2 separate regions of the Oncorhynchus mykiss genome follow, and region 1 is linked to region 2. The links are chromatin contacts, called in public Hi-C maps. All regions are on one chromosome and are shown on one strand. The core of a region is the stretch at or near the end of the contact, and the rest is flanking DNA. Distances in the headings are between cores, read along the strand shown. Region 1 holds the start of fbxo38 (F-box only protein 38). Region 2 holds the start of LOC110488559 (a long non-coding RNA gene).

Region 1 (6,113 bases), core at 3,496-5,995, 78 kb after region 2:
AAAAGAAAATGTAATTGCTAAAATATACTTAAGCATCAAAAGTAAAAGTATAAATCATTTCAAATTCCTTATTAAAAGCAAACCAGACTGCACAAATATGTTCTTAAAAATATATATATATTTATTACAGCTGCCAGGAGCAACACTCAGACATAATTTACAAATGAAGCATTTGTGTTTAGTTAGTCAGCCAGATCAGAAACAGTAGGGATGACCAGGGATGTTCTCTTGATATGTGCGAGGGAGTAAAAATTACATCATTTTCTTTAGGAATGTAGTGAAGTAATAGTAAAAGTTGTTAAAAATATAAATAGTGATGTAATGTACAGATACCCCAAAAAACAACTTAAGTAGTCATTTAAAGTATTTTTACACCACTGGTCAAACCCAGTGTCAAACCTGATGTCGCTTCCTTCCACTATATTTTTTTTATAATTTAGCAGACACTCTAATCCAGCGAGATTGAAAGGAACATTTAGGGTTAAGTGCCGTGTTCAAGGGAACAGGAACATGATTTTTTTAAATAGTCATTTTGGGGATTTAAACTAGCAACCATTTGGTTACCTGTCCAATGCACTTAACCGCTAGGCAACCTGCCCAATTAGTTTGTTGGTTGTATTTTTTTCTCTCTCTGAGATAACGAAATAGTCACAAAACATTATTTTAATGAATTAACATATTATGATTACCAATTAAATCAACGTATCTATCTATATAGCTACAATGAAAAGGCCAGGGAGTTTGGCTGTTTCACACCATGCATAAAACCCTCAAATTGTGTTGTTTTTTCCCGCCATCTAGTGGAATACTAGCGCCATAGATTGAACAGAAAAACATCCAAAACTTCAAATGTACATGTACATTCCCTGATATGATTGCAGTGTAATGAATGCACGAGTTCTAATCTAAAGTGACATGCTGTGTTGTTTTTACACTATTACACAGTTTTACTGCGAAGCAATGCAACCTCCGCAAAGTTTGGGCGGTGCGGATGTGGCGTGGGAGGCGGTGACAATGATAAACTTTTCCCAACTTTATGCAGCGACCGCTGGGGGATGTCCAATCATATCGAGTGGTTCCCATGACGAATTTGACGCTATGCGATCCAAGGCTGGAGACTTTCTTCTGCAAAGATGGCTGACAAAAATACTTGGTTGGAAGCAAATGTAAGTGATTATAACGAGATAACGAATCATGCAACAAAATGTTGACAGGAATATGTTAGTTAATGTAGAGACAAACGATTATATCATAAAGTTCATTTACGAAAATAGCGATTTAGCAAGCTAGCTGACTAGCTAACATTAGCCAGCTAGCTTTATGGGTGTTGTGACATGAGTATGAAATTGTAAGTCTGGTTGTTTCATGTTTTAGGGACTCCTGAAACAACCAGCAAATCAGGCTGTCGTCTTGTGAAACAGTGGGTGTAAAGAATCTAGCTAGCTAAAGCATTTACTGCAAATTGAATGTACACTTTTGTACGCTTCCCTTGCTGATATTTGCCATGCAATGCAGAGAGATGAATAACGTAACTAGCTAGCTATGTTCTTTGCTTATTGTGCAGTGGAGGATAAAAAATACCTGTATGGATGTGTAGCTAGCTATCTAGCCCCATCTGTGTATGGACCCAAACGTTTGGTATACAAATTAGTTCAGAACCTAGCTATGAATCTCAGCTATCATAGCCAGTTGTATCAACTTCAAAACAGTCTGAATTATATTAATGAAGCCTATGGATTGAGTAGAATATAACTTTGTGCTAAGGATGCAAGTTGTATAGACATTACCATGCATAAGATCCTCACATTGGAGCCTGTACATTTAATATATTCACTGATCATGTACTCTACCTTTGCAAATAAAGGGGCAGTTCAGGTATGAATGTCTGAGAATTTTTCAGTCATATCCAATACCAGGAGTATCAAAAGATCTTTGAAAGATGCTATATCTGCATGCATGTATTACAATTATACACTTCAACAGTGTTTACTAATCTTGGTCCTGGGACATCAATGGTTACACATTGTAACTAAGACTAGAAACAGGATTTAACTAGTTAAAGATTGATTTGTAATTCATATTTTTTTTTAAACAGTACACTACACTTCCTATGCATCATGTAAATACTCTAAAACTGGTTAATCTCAATATCTAATGCCTTTCATCTGCATTGACCTGATATACAGGATATAAATTAAATGAGACTTAATTTCAACCAGCAGAGAATGTGAAACACTTTATTGAAAGAAGTTAATTATCCAAGTGTTATAAATACATGCATTATAAATATAATTGTCATATTATAAATAAAAGTTCAATCTGTACTTCAATGCACATCTGTTGTGCATTATAAAAACAGGAAGAGAGGTGGTGAGAGGTGTAAAAGACAGAAAGGGAAAGAGGTAAGGCATAGGGGCAGGGAAGGCAGCATATGATTAATGAATCACAGTGCAACCCAAATATTCTCTCAGTTCATCACAATTACATAGTAGTGAAACTAGACAGTCCGAAGGTTATCTTAAAAGCGGGTGAGGTGGCAATGATGGGACTGGGGGTTGGCATCTCCCACGTCAAAACATATCTGCAGACTAGAGACAGATAGCATGTTTAAGCCTTGTTTTAATTTTTTATTCTAACCTTGTTAGTCATAATAATCAGGAGGTGAAATGCAAAACTGACCTTGGATCATTAACTCTGGGACTACTGCATCTATATCTGTATTTCAACATTAAGCATCTCTTTAATAATACTTCCTGTTGACCTGACTAAGTGACCTCATCTCTGATCATGCTGTGCCCTCCATGTAGCCAGTTCAGATGAGGGAGGGGTTCACCGACACAGCTGATAACCTAGAGGATTTAGGGAGAAGATGAGAGAGGGATGAAGTGAAGGAGAGAGACTTATTGAGAAATTAAGGTAGTTAAAGACAGTGTTCAACAGGAATCTGTGTGTGTGGCCTCACCTGGTGTCCACACCACACTAAGTGGCTGCAGAGTACGTTTGCTGAAAAACAAACAATATAGTGTAGTTATAGAAATAATGAAGTGTCTTACTGTTCTCCATGGTTGGCCCTCTTGCCTATTTTTGGAGGTGCAAGGAGCCACAGTTATACACCTGAGCCTGCTTACTGCACAACACAATCCATTAATCAGATTGATACGAGTGTGTGGGTTATAGGGTGTCTTTCAATATGGGTGATTTAAAATAGCCTGTTTTTGTACAGACATCACACCCTTACCTTAACAGCACCCTCACCTGAGAAGTAGAAATCAAAGGGAGAGAAACTGGGGAATTGAATAACTGCAGTTGACATGGAAGAATAGTAAATGGAAGAATATTCTTATTGCAATGTGAATGACTCTTAAGAACCTTTGTGCATCGTGTAGTCTATGGTATTGCCAGGGAACAGCACCCTCTTTGAAGAAGTAGGAGGTGAAGATCTCCCGCACAAGGATTGCCTCTTGCTGCATTGTTGGACCCCATCCTTGAAACATCCTGCAGAGCAGCAGACTTCTCCTCTGGCAGATGGCAGCGAGCTGCAGATCCCCTCCTGGTCCTCGTGTCCATCCTCATGAAGTTATGCAGGACACAGGTAGTCTTCACACACCTGAATTCCTCCAGGAGGCAGTACCAGATGGCCCTCCTGGTCACCCAACCTTGCAGTACCCTACACCTTAACTGTAGGCACTCATTTTGAAAAAATCTCCAGTTACAAGGTATCTGTAGGAATATGGAAGACAATGTAATTAGACTTTTACATCACCAGGTCATTGTGGATTACAAAAGTATAATATCCCTAATAAATTATGATAAGATTGGATTGATAGATACATGGGCACATGTGCATGTGACAATAACAGGATCATATCAAGGATAGCATCACAAATGAATACAGAAATACCACTTGAAGCTTGATGATAAGTTGATCGTTTGAATCAGCTGCGCAGTGTTAAGGCAAAAACAACAATGTGCACCCCTTTGAGTCCTCAGGACCAGGACTGAGAACCACTGCACTTCATATGTAGACATGCTTTCATAGCCCTCTTTATCTGAGGACAGAAAACATCACAAGAAACAGACTTCATTATAGTCAAATTACACCGCACTGAATATTATGTTACTATTATCTCCATCCTCACTTCTAGAGACAGGAACTACGCAAAAGTACCTGCCCTAACCAGAATAGCCTACTCACAGTTGGGGCTGCTATCCTATCACCCTCCTCCATGGCTGTTAGCTGGCTACCTACAAATTAATTTGGAGTTTGTTTTTTTACAGTGATAAATGCATCAAGATAGCTAGCTAATATGAAGTTAGGTAGATGGTGATATTTCATTCACTTAGCTAGATATCTATACAGTATGTGAAGTTAGCTCATTTAGCAGCTCATTTGAGTTAGCCTGCACTGTAGTTAGTTAGCTAATAATATATCGTTGTTTTTTTTACATTTTCGAAATGTATTTACTTACTTGAATAGGTTATCCCAGCCATGTGGACAATTGGAAACAGGGCAGCAAAGTTTGTTTGTCACCAGAGCGTTTTCGAGGATATTACTATTGAACTATGTACTAATTAATAACTAGACCTTCATACAAACTTGCTATGCTGAATTCTTGACGCACAATCGAACATGCTGCCAGCACGCCCACAAGCGAGTCACAATGGGCGGCCTAAGCGGCACCGCTATCTAATATACATTCACCGTAGGGCGGAGCGTTTGTATGGCGGAAGCACGTCTCTGATCTGAGCGCAGAAATCGAGGTACGCGTGTATGGCGGAAGTACGTCTCTGATCTGAGCGCAGATATCGAGGTGCGAGTTCATCTTTCATATGCTGTGTTTATCGGACCTCCTGGAGACAGACAGAGAGGCCCGGTCCAAGTCCTCAGACAAGGATTAGTTCAGATAGAACCACCGGATAACTAAAACTGTTTTTCAGTGCTTGCCACTGCCACAAAAGGCTTTAAGTTACTTCCACGGGTGTCGGGTGGGGATGTTGTTAGCCAGCTAGCTAGCTAGCCAGCCAGCTGTCTGAGTCAACCTGTATTGAGCGATTGAAAGCTTCGAAGAAGAGTCAACTTGCTTGCAAGCCAACTGACGAGAACCTGTATAGAACTTGGAAAGAATCAAATGTTCCTCAGCCCTCTCTTCGTGAATTCTCACTAGCCTGAAAGGTGAATGTTGCTTAGCAAAACATGCTACAAAGCTAGCTGGTAATAGCTAGTCATTGCTAACTGTTTGTGTTTTGGGGTGGCCCGTGCTTGTTAATTGTTACTTTGCGTTATTTATGTCCATTGTCTCACTTTTTAGTGGGTTTCGTTCGTTTGCTGGAGATGTATTTAGTCTTCTAAAATGCTGTCATGTAATAGGAAGCCTTGGTGGCTTTTTATGGCTTTCAGTTTATGCAGAAATACTGTAATGAACACAGTAGCTTGCTAGCTAGTTAAGTTAGCATTAGCTACCTGGCTATTGTGTTAATTGGTGTGTTAAGCAGCCTATAGAGCACCACAGTGGAGGTGTCATAATACCCATAAAACCTAGTAGTCCAACAGGGAAATGGTTCCAACCGTTTTTCCATCATTCATTTTTCCCATAGTTTTTTTTTTAGAAACACTTAAAATAAGGGCTGTGTTTCGTGTAGGCTTACCCTGGCATGACTTTTTGATAACCATGTAAATCTCTCTAGGACAAGGTGACTTTTGTCAGTATATCCTGCTCTATTTACTGATTCTAAAATGCTAATAAGCATCAAAGTAGACAAATGCAAAACTACAAATCCCTGCAAGCTCCTGCATGTCATCTCTAGTGGACACCTTTGCTACCAGGTATTGTGTCAATTTAAAACTTACACAAGACAGTTCACAGAATTGTCCATTTTAAATAAATGTAGCCCGTTTATTACATTTTGCTAACATTGGATTGTTAATGCAGAGATTCTTAACACCTTTGCCTCTGCAGTCTCGCCCAGAGACAAATGATATAATTTGTAGTTCTTTGTGATAGCCACATTAGCAGCTAATTAATTTAATTTAATAAGTCACTTTGTCCTAGAGATATTTACAGGGTTATCAAAACGTCATTCAATGTACATGAGAAACAGCACTTATTTTAAAG
Region 2 (5,911 bases), core at 246-2,745:
ATCTTTCCTACTGATGAGTCAACAGGGTCAATAGAAGGTAGGCTCTGAGGGTCAGGTCTTGACATGTTCCTGAATAACATAGCAACACCTGAGGGAATGGCATCTAAAACAATTGCAAAATCTTTAGGTGTTACAGGGACCTTGTAAAGTGATAAGAATTCTTTATAACTGAGTAAAAGACCCTCTGCATTTACCAGTTGGCTCACCAATAGGATATTATTTCGGAACTTATATTCTAAAAACAGAGAGGTATTTTTATACAATATATCCCGATTATTCCATATATAATATCTGTGTGGAGAAAAATTGTGTTTATAAATTAAGGACTATGACAAGAAAACCTGCCGATGAAAAGCAGAAAGTTTCACTGGAACTTTGTCAATATTATAATTGCAAAACAACATGAAGTTAAGGCCACCAAAAGTAGAGAAGACATGATGAGGAATAAAAAATAAAATATTTGAATAATTCAATGAATGTTTTGTGCTCAAAGTTGATGACTAAAGTGTTTTATTACATCTATATGTTGCCATATATGGAAATTGTCTTTCTGGGCAGGGCGTCAGTTAAACTGCAGTACCGAACCAAAACTGTAGGAGCAGTCGAAGCCGTGCTTCTTAGACATGAACTCTGGCCCGTTGATTTAAAAAAAGACAATCTGTGTCCTGAATTAGACAAGTGCCATGGCCGCCCAGCTATATGCCGTCCCAAGGTTTTTTCCCGGTATTCCTGGCTAGCTGAACTATGATTGTTTTCGTCCTCATTGCTAAACTTCATAGATACTGCACCCTCAACTTCAAAACTCCTTTGCTATTTATTAAACAATCATGTAACTAAGAACTTTGCTGGTAAGAAACTTGAAAATTATGTATTGTTGAATTATCATGACTAGTTCGAACTATCTGTTGTGTTGTAAGACAATAGTGGCGAAAGATATCATTTCTACTTAATGCAGATCCAAGTCCAGTTTTTGAGATCCACAGAGGGTGATGCAGGCAGCCCAGTACATCACTGGGGCCGAGCTACCTACCATCCAGGACCTCTATCCAGGCGGTGTCAGAGGAATGCCCGAAAATCTGCCAGGCTCCCATCGCCAAAGCCTTAGTATGTTCACTCTGCTACCGTCCGGCAAATGGTACCGTAGCATCGTCTCTCGGACCAACAGGCTCCGAGACAGCAATTTTAAGGCTTGGGGGTAGAAGCTAAGTAGCCAGATTGGTACCCAAACTAGCTACACTGACTCTCTTGCACTGATCCTTCGCACACTCACTATGTATACACACACTAGTACACGCTCACACTACATTGACACTCCCACACAAAAAAAACACACACTTGATCATTTGGATCATTTGCTGCTACTCGGTTGTTTATTTCACTCACATTATCTATCCTGATGCCTAGTCACTTTACCCTGCCTTCATGTACATACCCTATATATACACACAAACGTATGTGGACACCCCTTCCAGTTAGTGGATTCCGCTATTGCAGCGACCCCCGTTGCTGACAGGAGTATAAAATCGAACACGCAGCCATGCAATCTCCATTGCAAACATTGGCCTTACTGAAGAACTCAGTGACTTTCAAGCATGGCACCATCATAGGATGCCACCTGGTACTCCCTGTATATAGCTCCATTCTTGGTTATTTTATTCCTTGTGTTACTATTTTATTTGTATTATTAAACTCTGCATCTTTGGGAAGGGCCTGTAAGCAAGCATTTCACAGTAAGTCTACACCAGTTATATTCAGCTCATGTGACAAATAAAATAATACCCATAAAACCTAGCGGTCAAACACAAAAACGGTTCCAATCGGAGTTAACACTCATTTTAGAACCACTTCTCTCCCGGACAAGGTGACTTTTATATATGGCTCTACTTACTCTCAGATTATAAAAAAAGGTAATTAGCAGCAAAGTAGACATCACACAAGACTGCAAACTCCTGCATCATCTCTAGCCGACACCTTTGCTGTCAGCTATCTAGCTAATAGCTAACGTTACCTTGATCCAAAACTAAAGATATAGGACATTTTAATTTACTGTTCAATATTTTAAGCTAATATTTCTTAGCTTTTATGCAATTGGTTGTGTCTTGTACAAAATACTGTCCTAGTAGCAGCCAGATATTTACAATTTGCCACGAATACTAGGTTAGTTTTTGCATAGAAGCTAGCAAGCTACCTAGATGATATTAGCAACAACTTTATTTTACCAGATCCTCTATATTTAATATTTATAATTTCTGCCAACTATATACTATATGAAATCCATGTCAAGTCATGGAGTCGAATGCACTGCTGTATTAATTCAGAACTAATTTGCTGACATGTTCTGTTGCAGATTCAAAGCCAGATTAACTCATTGCAGATATTCATGAATAAATAAGCATAATGTATTTGACGAGAATGCACCTAGTCACCCAGCCATCAAGTCAAACTTCTTGTATAAACATCTGATTTGAGGTAAAGATTAAATTATTCATCAATGTCACAAACCTGTGACATCGAAAAGCACCATATAATCTATTATTACTATGCGAGAGCCAACATATTCTTCTGCTTTTCATTTTTAGGAATTAGACCACCACAAATAACACAATGTAAAACAGCATATTATGATTTTTGGTGGGTGAGTTACAAATGGACAAAACAACTGGATGCTTAAAGTAGGTTTAATTTTAAAAAGTACTAGATCAAATGAGAAAATCATCTAACATACTCAAAACATGGAAGCCATGCCTAAAGTAATGTCAACACTCATCTTCTCAATTTAACAGTTCCATGTTGCTGCTGTCAATTGTGAGAAGCACATTTACCACTACATTTAGTATGAACCACAGAATAAGCAGGACAGCATTCATTACACAGGTGAAAAAAAAAGCTTGCAAAACCAGTACACCACAACACTTAAATGTGTTAGAGTCTAGATGTTATCAAATGAGGGGGAAGAACAAGTGAAGGAACCAGTATAGGGAAAATGGGTGAAGGTAGGGTGGGTTTATTGAGAGAAGATGGAGCATTCCAAAGTGTCCGAAGTTGAGGGAACATAAAAGGCATAGTGTGGAATAAGGGGTAGCTAGAGGGATGGAATAAACATAAAAAAAGTGGTTGCTGCTGTGCTTTTTCACCCCTTGTAGGTCGTGGTCACAAATACCCGGCCCATGTCCAGTCACACGATCTCAGCACGTGTCCCTAAACATCATTCAGTCTCAGTTGCAGCATTCAAATCATGCTCATCGTGTGTCTGGATCACAACATTAAAGATGAGTTTAAAACAGCATTTTAACAAATTGATCCTTACACAATACAAATTAAGAATTAAGGACAGCATTTTGTTGATAACATGGTGATTTACACTATGTCTACTGTGTGTGAATGATGGAAGAATCTTACCCCAACCAACAGCTGTAGGTCCATTTGAGTGTGTGGTCACTTAGGCCGGCATATCAACCAGTACCGGGACCATTAGAGACTTGGGATGCTTTCTGCTTGAATGTCTTCGGGTCTGTGTCTATAAAGATTAACTACAAAATGGAGAAAGTTAGTCTGTGGCTTAGATTGAGTTTAAAGTTGACACAAATGGAAAACTACAACTACACATGTGAAAGACTGCACCACACAGGCCAGTACAATAGCCTACACATGGAGAAGATCTGAAGCTTTTGTTCCAGCCCATCTCATACATGATTACAAATCATAGCCTATCGCCGTGATTAATTATGTTGGTTATTTAAGTCAGGTGTTAGAGATGGGCAGGGACAAAACCCTTCATACACTCAATGACTGAAACAGACCAAAGCAAAATAATAGTGTTCCAGGTTGAAACAGTTTACCTAGTTAAGAGGTGATAAGACAGGCACACCCATTGGTTCTTGAATACAGAAGGTGCAACTAAGGTTTGCAATTTGGCATCAATAACGTAACAGTAATTGTACCTAAAAAAAAACGTGAATACCATTTAATTTAAAACCCACCATAGGAGGTAGGACTAAATAAGGTTACATAACCTTGCCTACTAGCTATACTGCTGGCCAGAGGGTAACAGAAAACAGATCAGTCTTCCCATAGTACAGTAAGCAAACTCTTGACTCAAGAGAGGATGCAAATCAGTTGATCTCTGAAACCTCTTAAAATGCCAGACCAAAATAATACAACTAGCTAAAGTAACTACAAGTCAAGTAGTACTTGAAATAGGCTACTTACCCATCACCCACATATACAAATGTAGCGTGGTTCGTTCTGCGTTGTGTACTTTTAATTAGGACGCTGCCACAACTGAAGGTCTGCTAGTGGACTTATTTTTATTTGCCCTGCACACGAAGAGACGACACACATTATGTTAACCCTTGGCGCAGTCCTAGCTCACCTTGCTAGCCGAATGACAGGCAAAAGACAACAGTAAAGGGGTACGGAAATACAGATAACCCGCGATGGGCAAAACCAAAATATACAAACTTTTACAATCACATGTATGTACAATATTAATATGAACAAGTGTTTGTACACCAAAGAAAAACATTAGCTATGCAGCTGTAATTAAATAAAAAAAATACACTGAATTATTATTATCAAATTATTAACATCCCCTCTTGACCTGGCCTATTTGAATTGGTCCTTGTGTGCAATTTGGTGCATAATCAAGAGGAACAACATCACACTGCTACACAAACATAAGAACATCTTGCTTCACCACCTAAGTTAACTCGCTAGCTGTCTAGCAAGCTAGATTGTTGGTTTGTGAAAGCCAAAGAAAGTTAATCGACACTGAACAAAAATATAAATGCAACAATTTCAAATATGTAATTTTTCATATAAGAAAATCAGTCAAATTGAAATACATTAGGCACTAATCTATGGATTTCACATGACTGGGAATACACATATGCATCTGTTGGTCACAGAATTTTTTTTTTTAAGGTAGAGGCATGGATCAGTAAATCAGTCCGAATCTGGTATGACTATATAATACGAGTCATACTACCAAACCTTGCTGTCCAATCGTTTCTTCACAATTTTTCCCATAGGGGATTTTAGAAACACTTAAAAAAAATAAGGGCTGTGTTTTGTCTAGGCATACCCAGACATGGCGTTTTGATAACCACCTAAATCTCTAGGACAAGGTGACTTTTATCAATATATTTGCCTGTATTTACACCACAAAAATGAAATGCTAATTAGCTGATGAAATGGCTGTCATAAAGAACTACACATGCCATGATCTGGGGGAGACAGCCGAATCGAGGCAAAGGTATGAATCTTTGGAATAACTATCTAATGTTAGCTAAATGTAGTTGTGAATAAATTGGCTATATTTCTTTTAAATTGACAATTCTGTGAACTGTCTCGTGCAAGTTTTATATTGACACAATACATGTTAGCAAAGGTGTCAGCTAGAGATGACGTGCAGGATCTTGCAGGGATTTGTAGTCTTGCATGATGTCTACATTTGTGCTAATTAGCATTTTTGAATCTGATGACAGTAAATAGAGATGTGTATGTTGATAAAAGTCACCTTGTCCGAGAGAGATTGTTATTTTATTTTTTACCCCTTTTTCTCCCCAAATTCATGGTATCCACGTTACAGTCTTGTCTCATTGCTGCAACTCCCGTACGGACTCAGGAGAGGCGAAGGAGGTGCGTCCTCCGAAACACAACCCAACCAAGCCGCACTGCTTCTTGACACAATACCCACTTAACCCAGAAGCCAGCCCCACCAATGTGTTGGTGGAAACACAACACCAGGCGAAGTGTCAGTGCACTACGCCCGGCCCGCTACAGGAGTTGCTAGTGTGCGATGGGACAAGGATGTCCCTGCCGGCCAAACCCTTGCCTAATCCAGACGACACTGGGCCAATTGTGCACCGCCCCATGGGTCTCTCAGTCGTGGCCGGCTGCGACAGAGCCT

What was found. A called contact is a pair of places that touch in the nucleus more often than the background predicts.
Region 1: a contact with region 2 is called in a Hi-C map of liver, with 6 times the contacts expected there. The contact joins the promoter of fbxo38 here to the enhancer-like site in region 2. A contact is called at or near these places in 2 of 3 Hi-C or Micro-C datasets (blood and liver).

What each region holds. Positions count from the first base shown.
Region 1 is chr14:3,451,577-3,457,689 of USDA_OmykA_1.1, forward strand. fbxo38 (F-box only protein 38) reads left to right here and starts at 4,746. Exons shown (of 21, transcript XM_036942686.1): 1 at 4,746-5,173. LOC110488563 (a long non-coding RNA gene) reads right to left here and starts at 4,670. Exons shown (of 3, transcript XR_005035900.1): 1 at 4,470-4,670; 2 at 3,902-4,049; 3 at 2,224-3,720.
Region 2 is chr14:3,377,261-3,383,171 of USDA_OmykA_1.1, forward strand. It overlaps LOC110488559 (a long non-coding RNA gene), which reads right to left and starts at 4,423. Exons shown (of 3, transcript XR_002468438.2): 1 at 4,210-4,423; 2 at 3,400-3,530; 3 at 2,674-3,250. Within about 2 kb of position 1,496, at least 8 of the 11 cell types and tissues checked have an H3K27ac peak or open chromatin away from gene starts, as enhancers often do. A contact at or near this core is called in liver, where this site is marked.